2 separate regions of the Mus musculus genome follow, and region 1 is linked to region 2. Evidence: chromatin contacts called from public Micro-C data. All regions are on one chromosome and are shown on one strand. The core of a region is the stretch at or near the end of the contact, and the rest is flanking DNA. Distances in the headings are between cores, read along the strand shown. Region 1 holds the start of Cfap20 (cilia and flagella associated protein 20). Region 2 has its middle 34 kb from the start of Cfap20.

Region 1 (3,958 bases), core at 241-2,740, 34 kb after region 2:
TGGGTTCTCCCTGCAGGTCTCATTTAAGAGCTCCTGCTGCTTCATTTCAAAGTGAACGAACACTCAGGAGATTGTGGGATGGGGGGAGCTAAGGGTCCGCTTCCTATGGGATACTCTTGACATAACTCTAGCTATGGATCTGAAAGAGTTGGTCAGACTGCTTACATACCAAAGGCCAGATCTTGAGGAACTCTCAACTGTCTTAGCCAAATGACAAGACACTCCCAACAGGTTTCTCTCAAAGCTGTCCTCAGAACACACGACTGCCTAGCAGTGACAAACAGAAGGCAATGCAGGTACTCTGTCAACCACTGTGTGTCTCAAAGCCCTTCTCTGTGAATTAGGAAAGACATTGTTCTAGTCCTACTACGAATAATCTTGACTTACTCCACCCATTCTATATACATCTCTATGAACACCACACTAGGCATATCACCTCTCTCCATCTTCCCCAGCCGAGGGCAGAACTAAAGATATTCCCTAAATCACCTGGCTTCCACATTAGAGTGACCACTTTATATTCAAAAACAAAACAAAACAAAAAAACGGTCCAGCTCACTGCCCCAGGAATCTTCATGAGAAAAGAAACGGCAAGGCATTTCATCTAGATCTTAATATCTCCAAAAGTGAACAGGGAAGGCCACCATCTCATGTGGCAAGCAAAAACACCATCCATTCTAGAGGACGGCTGGATAAAAATACAGAGGCTTGATACTGGCTCTCGAGAAGCCCCTAACAATCACCTTTTTGCAGGTTTCCCAATGGAGAAGGCCAGTACAGGAAGAATAGTACGGACTCTAAGTTACAGAGGGCTCGCAGCAAGTTCCAAAGGTTTGGCTGTCGACGGATGGAGCTAATGAATGGGATCAGAACAAGTCTGGCTTGGCCGGTGCTCAGGATGTCCGGGGAAAAGGCCCTCCGTATGGAGTGCAGCAACAGTGCTTGGCACCAGCGAACACATGCATGTCTTTCTTCAAAGTGCTATGCGTTTCAAGCTAGGCTGTGGGCACTCTGCCCCCATTCTACTGACCGGGACGTCAAGGCTCGGTAGCCACTCCATCACGTGGGCGGCTAGTCGGCCCCACCCCCGTCCCGCCCCCACCGCTCACCTTTTTGTCCCAGATCTGCAGGGGCTTGCTGCCGATGCTGTAGAGGATGGAAAGGAAGCCACTCTGGAACGTGTTCTTGAACATCTCGCCAGCCGCGGCCCCGCAGCCGCCGCCCTAGGCCCGGGATTGGAGATCGGCACCGAGCGGCGAAAGAGAGCGGGTGCCGCCGGTCCGAAGGTAGGACGCTGAGAGCTGCAGCCACTGACGGCGGGAAGCGGCGGCGTGACGCAGATCCGTAAGCCTCGGTGAGCACCGAGCCACCTCAGCACCGAAACCACAGCAACTGCCGCCCGCGCCGCCGAGCCTGCCGGAGAGGAGGCGGAGCGCCGCCTCGGCCCGCCACGGATCCCTCCGCACGCTTGGGCCCGCCCCTCGGAGGCGCATTGCCCAGTCCTGCCGCAGAAAGAACGGTTTCCGGTTCCTTCCGCCCTTAGGCCCGCCCCTTCCTGCCCCCTCGGGCGCGGAACTTGGTTGCCAAGGGACTATTCCCCGCCCCTCCCCGCCGGGGCCCAGACTTGGTTTAGAACAGCGGAAGGAGACTTTAAGTTTACCTCACGTGTTTACAGTGCCTGCGTGGTGTCATGGGAACCGGGAGGCGCGTGGAGGGGTGGAGTCATGCCAGACCCCTCCCCCGAAGGGCGGGAAGAGTGAGGAAGGTGGCTTTGTGCCAACGACAGATAAATATTATCCCTGGGTGTGTTGACTCCAGATTTTAATCCTAGTACCGGATTAAATCCCAGCAGAGGTAGAAAGATCTCTGAATTTGAGGTCTACATATCGAGCTCCAGGACAGCCAGGACTCAGAGACACCCTGTCGCAAAAAACAAATATTGGTTGGCCCAGGAGAACGTGTGAGCTAATGAACCAGTATTGATTGCCCAATTTACATCATCACCTTTAATTATCAAGTTACAGTGAATGAGCTGCTGTAAAAGCAATACTCTGGGGGAAAGCGTATCTCTTTAAATGCATTGATTCGAAAAGAAGAAAGCCGGAATATTAAGATATAAACAAAAATTAATAAAATCTTAAAAGTGGAATAGTTGAGTTGAACCGACAGCTGATTTTTTTAAAAAAAGTGTGTCAATTTCTGGAATATTGTAGGAAAGACATACGCTGTGTATTTCAAGTAGAAGGAAATCTCAAGTGTGGAAGACTTCCACCAGTCGCTGAGCGTCTTCCTAAATGGTGTTCCACCCAGGCCTGTGTTCTGGCGCACAGAAAAGAGTTTGAAGCACAGACGATCACTTTAGCAATTTTAACGATCATAGTTGCAAAGTTTACACATTTACTATGTGACGGGTATATGTGATGCCTTACCCTGTATTAACTCACTCTACCCTCACACCAAAGCTTTGAGTACTCCAGCCAGAATTTCTAGATATCGTGAAAACTATGTGAATCTATTACTATATAAAAATGAAACTTGTTATATGGAATTAATTTTTGCATGATATCTGGGAATTCTTTATGTACTCTAAGCCAAGTGAATAATTTATAGCTTGATTGTTTTTAAGTTGTTCAAAATATCCTCGGGGCTGGAGAGATGGCTCCGCTGTTAAGAGCACTGGTTGCTCATCCAAAGATCCTGAGTTCAATTCCCAGCAACCCCATGGTGGCTCACAACCATCTGTAATGGGAACTGATGCCCTCTTCTGGCCTGAAGGTGTACATACAGATAGAGAACTCAGAAACAAAACATAAATAAATAGAAATCTTAAACAAAATCCTCAGGAAAAAGATTCAAGATAAGAAATGATGGTATACACTGGAAGGAGAGGCCCATTGGACTTGCAAACTTTATATGCCCCAGTACAGGAGAACGCCAGGGCCAAAAAGTGGGAGTGGGTGGGTAGGGGAGTCGGGGGGAGGGTATGGGGACTTTTGGGATAGCATTGGAAATGTAAATGAGGAAAATACCTAATAAAAAATATAAAAAAAGAGAAATGATGGTATATGAGTTCTGATGGTGATTTCAATACTGCACATAACTAACCACTTGGCGTCTTATAGAAAGTAAATTATTTCTAAAAATAATTCAGCAGTACTAAGTCTGGAAATAGAAAATGGAATGAGTAATAGAAAATTAAGGTGATAACTAAGCCCCTCAGAAGGTTCTGAGCCCTGTCTCATTTTTTTCTGATTAATGTAATATAGATATTGAGGAAACTATAAAAAGTAACATTTATAATATCACCATTTGGAAATAATTGTATGCCTCTCTATTGTCTCCACACCTCCCTGCATTGCCCTCCTTCTCGGCCCGCATCCCACCACATATTAATGTGTGCAGGTAGCCACGGAAGCTGTCTTTGTCCTAAAACAGACAAGAACTGAGCACAGCATCCCTTGCTGTGGTTGTTAAGATCCATCCTTTGGGCCAGTGGGTGTGGAATCCGTCACTGTCCTCCCAGGTAGGCATCTACATTTATCTCTCCCCTTCTCCAGGAATGGCCATCTTTATGCATATTCCACTTAAAAAAAACCAGATGAGAATTTCTTTGGCTTGCATGTCTGCTCTAGAGTAACTAGATCTCAATAAACACACATGTTCAATTTGACCAAACAGCTCTTACAAATCATGTAGCCATTTACATTCCCATAGACAATGCTTATAGTCACAATTCCTGTTAGTCTGTTTTCTTAAATTTACAAGTCTGAACTATATACATGTTGGTTTGGCTTATTTTTCATTTTCTGATGACTAATATTCTGGCTCATCTCATCATGGGCATTTAAAATTAATTTAAAGTCACTTCTTTCTTTCTTTTTTCTTTTCTTTTTTTTTTTTTTGGTATATATACTTGTATGGGTGCTTTTCCTGCATGGATGTCTGTGCACCTCTCATG
Region 2 (3,714 bases), core at 701-3,200:
TCCCTTCAGACCCAGTCTAGCCCCAGACCTTGTGAATATGGTTCCTTGCACCTAGAGTCCCCCACCTCTGCTCTCCTCTCCCAGGTCAACCATCATTGTTCCTCAGCTCGCTCTCAGTGAGGACAGCGCACATCCTACCCCCAAAGAGCACTTTCTCTTCCTGACCACCCACTGGCCCCCTCTCTGGACTCTTTCTGCTATGGAGGCCACTCTGGAGAGTCGTGGCTCTGCCCGCTCAGTGGCATGGCTGGTACACCAAGGCTCTCTGGTCACTCAGGGAGAGGTTTGTGGTCAGGATGAGCTCTTCCCAGGACCCCGGGGGACATTGCCTTCCTCTTCCTATTTCCCTCCTCTTGCCACTCCAGGCAGCTGGGGAGAGGGAAGGCAGATGGAGAATAGACCTATGGCCTCCAGTTCTCTGGGTCTATTTCAAGGTCTGGTAACCCTGTTTTTCTCTATTACTTTGTTCAAACACTAGAGAGGGAATAGATGGCAATATCTTGCTCACTGCCCAGTCTAGGACTTCACTAGAGCTTGTCACACTCTGGGGAGCCATCATTTGTTCATTCATCCATCCATTCATTCACTCATTTATTTATTCACTCATTCATTTATTTACTCATTCACCCATCCATTCATTCACTCACTTATTCATTCATTCACTCATCCATCCGTCCATTCATTCACTCATTTATTCACTCATTCATTCACTCATTCATTCATTCATTCATTCATTCATGCACTCATTTCCTCATCCCACTAGTTCAGTACCAGGCAGTCCAGGGGCTGAGCCTGCCCCTCTCAGGGTACATGGTCCAGTGTGTTCCTCTTGGTCCTTAATGCCTTTCTTGAGTCCACAGTCCTCCTCCTGATAAGACTATCAGCATCCCCCTTACTACAGAGCCCCTCCAGGTATTTCTATGAAAATAGTCAAGGCCCAAGAGCCATGCCAACCACCACAACATCCCAGTGACAGTTGTGGTTACCATGGTAACACACCATGCATGGATCTAAGCCCTCCCACTCCCAGGAGGTGCATGCTGCTCCCATTTCCACAAGGGAAGGCTCAGTGAGGTAGCCCATGGGTTCGGAGGGAATGAAGTCATAAGTACAAAGAGTTGGGCTTTAAGTCCAAGTTGGCCTGTCCTAAGTGATGCTAGTATCACTGGATCACTTGACATTTCCAGGCCTAGAGGCTCATGTTCACCAGACTCCTCAACAGACAGGAATGTGAGACACCTAGGAAGATGTGAAGTCCCCACAGAGTCTGCTTTCTGACCCCGGGAGGGCTTTCCTAGAAGCACGGGTAAGATAATGCATCATGGGGGCTGGAGAGATGGCTCAGTGGTTAAGAGCGCCGACTGCTCTTCTGAAGGTCCGGAGTTCAAATCCCAGCAACCACATGGTGGCTCACAACCATCCATAACGAAATCTGATGCCCTCTTCTGGAGTATCTGAGGACAGCTATAGTGTACTTACATATAATAAATAAATAGATCTTTAAAAAAAAAAGATAATGCATCATGTCTTCTTCAGCCATACTAGCCTTGGTCCCTCCCTTTCCTTCTTTCCTTCTTCCAGGGTCACAGGGACCAAGATGGGAAGCTAGTCCATCTTCATCCCTGCCTGGTCTTGGCCCCGCCCCCCGCCCCCCCAGCCCTGCAGTCAATGCAGACTGGACTCAGACTTCCAACGCTGTCTTCTACGCTGTCTTCTGAAGCCTCTTCTGGCCTGCATCCTCCCTGGCCCAGCTCTTTCCTCCCCAGCGTGGGCCACCCTCTGCTGAACTCAGCTCTGGTTCTGCTTGCCTGCCTCATTGCCAGTCCTTGCCTCAGTCATTCATGTTTCCTGGTCAGATGCCAGTGGCCCACTCAAAATAACTAGTCCCTTTCCCTGGGTCAGAGAACAGCTGCCAGGGATTAGGGGAAGGACCGGAACAAGAGAACCCCCACCCACAGCCTCACACCCACGGAGCTGCAGCAGGTGGCCGGGGCCTGTGGTAAGAAGGCTGCCACATCCCCGAGTCCAGAACAGCCTTGCTCCCGTTGATTGGGAGAAGAAAGAAGAAGAGAGCAGAAGGAGACTATGATGGGTGGCCTCCCACCCCACAGTACCCAAGTCTGCCCACCTGTGGCTCCAACCAAGTCACTTCATGCCTGGGTCTACAGCCCAGAAATCCAATGAAAGGGATAAGTCTGTTCTGCCAGCCGGGCATGGTGGCGCACACCTTTAATCCCAGCACTCGGGAGGCAGAGGCAGGCAGATTTCTGAGTTCGAGGCCAGCCTGGTCCACAAAGTGAGTTCCAGGACAGCCAGGGCTACACAGAGAAACCCTGTCTCAGGGGGAAAAAAAAAGTCTGTTCTGCCAAACAAAAGATGCTTCTGTACTCCTGGCCTCTCTATACTCTTGCTGTTCCATCTACCATTCTCAACAGCCTGGGTTGGCATCACCTATATCCTCAAAAGCCTCCTTCACAAAGCCTTCCTCCTGCCTGTAGCCTTTGACCCAGCACACACCATCTCTAGCCATAGTTTGTGAGGAATGAGATGACACACACTTTCCTCTTTTTCCGGAGCCAGTGCGATCACTGCCTTTGCCCTCCAAACCACAAGAACTCAGACACCCCAAGCAGAAATGAAGCAAAAAGCATGTCTGCACAGACCTGTGCACAGCTGGAGACCTAACCTTCCTGCCTTTCTCTCTCTCTCTCTCTCTCTCTCTCTCTCTCTCTCTCTCATGTACATTGGTGTTTTGACTACATGTATGTCTATGTAAGAGTGTTGGATCCCCTGGAACAAGAGTTACAGACAGTTGTGAGCTGACATGTGGGTGCTGGGAATTGAACCCTGGTCCCCTGGAAGAGCAGCCAGTGAGTGCTCTTAACCACTGAGCCATTTGTCCAGCCTGGCCTTTTGCTCTCATTTTCAGCTCTGAAGACACTCTAACATTATATGTGGTTTAGCTAAGCTACCTCAGGTCCTTTCTTCGGAACTGAGATGAGCTACATGCGAATACATGAACATTTCAGGCTCTCTTCTGACCAGGACCCCCGGATGCTGGCATGACTTGGAAACTTATGGGAGATGCAGAATCTAGTTTTGAGCCCCTGATCTGCCCAATCAACTTGCATTTTAATAGAACACCTTGGTGGTTTGTGTATATGCATGGTGACTCTCACACTTGATCAGCTTATACAATGGTGGACATTTTTCAGTGCTGATAAAACTTTATTTTGTTCAGTGCAAGCATGCCCAGTGGGAAGTACAGTATGGCCGCTATACACCAGGCTAGAGTGACTGGGTGGGCCACTCTGCATGATGACAGCCAAACACTACAACTAAGAGTTTTGCAAAAAAAAAAAAAAAAGAGTTTTGCAAAAGTGTGTGTATTCATTGATTCCTGAGAGAGCCCCATGTGCAAATAGAGAGCTGTCTGGACCCCACTCTTCAGGACAGCTGCTTCCTGGAAAGTGTGACTGAAGCTTACAAGGCGGTGGAAGGTCTGCCCATGCAAAATCAAGCTTCCCCAGTCTACATGGTCAATTGTGTTGGCTGTTTCTCTATGATTAGCAATTTTACTCTATTTTAAAATGTAATTTATTGTGAATGTATGTATATATACACATGTGTATACACACACACACACACATACATGTATATATATATACACACATGTATATATGTATATACACACACACACATACATACATGTAT

Evidence for each region. Hi-C and Micro-C count contacts between places; a contact is called where the count stands out from the background.
Region 1: a Micro-C map of muscle stem cells shows a contact between it and region 2, with 2.7 times the contacts expected there. The contact joins the promoter of Cfap20 here to the enhancer-like site in region 2. A contact is called at or near these places in 5 of 39 promoter capture datasets (3T3-L1-derived adipocytes, the HPC-7 cell line, embryonic stem cells and 2 more), 9 of 484 Hi-C or Micro-C datasets (CD4 T cells, the G1E-ER4 cell line, embryonic fibroblasts and 2 more), 11 of 115 datasets of contacts at active chromatin or transcription factors (the HPC-7 cell line, the SCID.adh cell line, bone marrow-derived macrophages and 6 more) and 3 of 9 other capture datasets (adipose tissue, liver and pancreatic islet).

Annotation. Positions count from the first base shown.
Region 1 is chr8:95,433,379-95,437,336 of GRCm38.p6, forward strand. Cfap20 (cilia and flagella associated protein 20) reads right to left here and starts at 1,491. Exons shown (of 6, transcript NM_008187.2): 1 at 1,110-1,491. The coding sequence starts at 1,193.
Region 2 is chr8:95,399,386-95,403,099 of GRCm38.p6, forward strand. No RefSeq gene overlaps it. Among named protein-coding and RNA genes, the nearest start is that of Cfap20, 34 kb to the right of the region's middle. Within about 2 kb of position 1,951, at least 7 of the 459 cell types and tissues checked have an H3K27ac peak or open chromatin away from gene starts, as enhancers often do. A contact at or near this core is called in muscle stem cells, where this site is marked.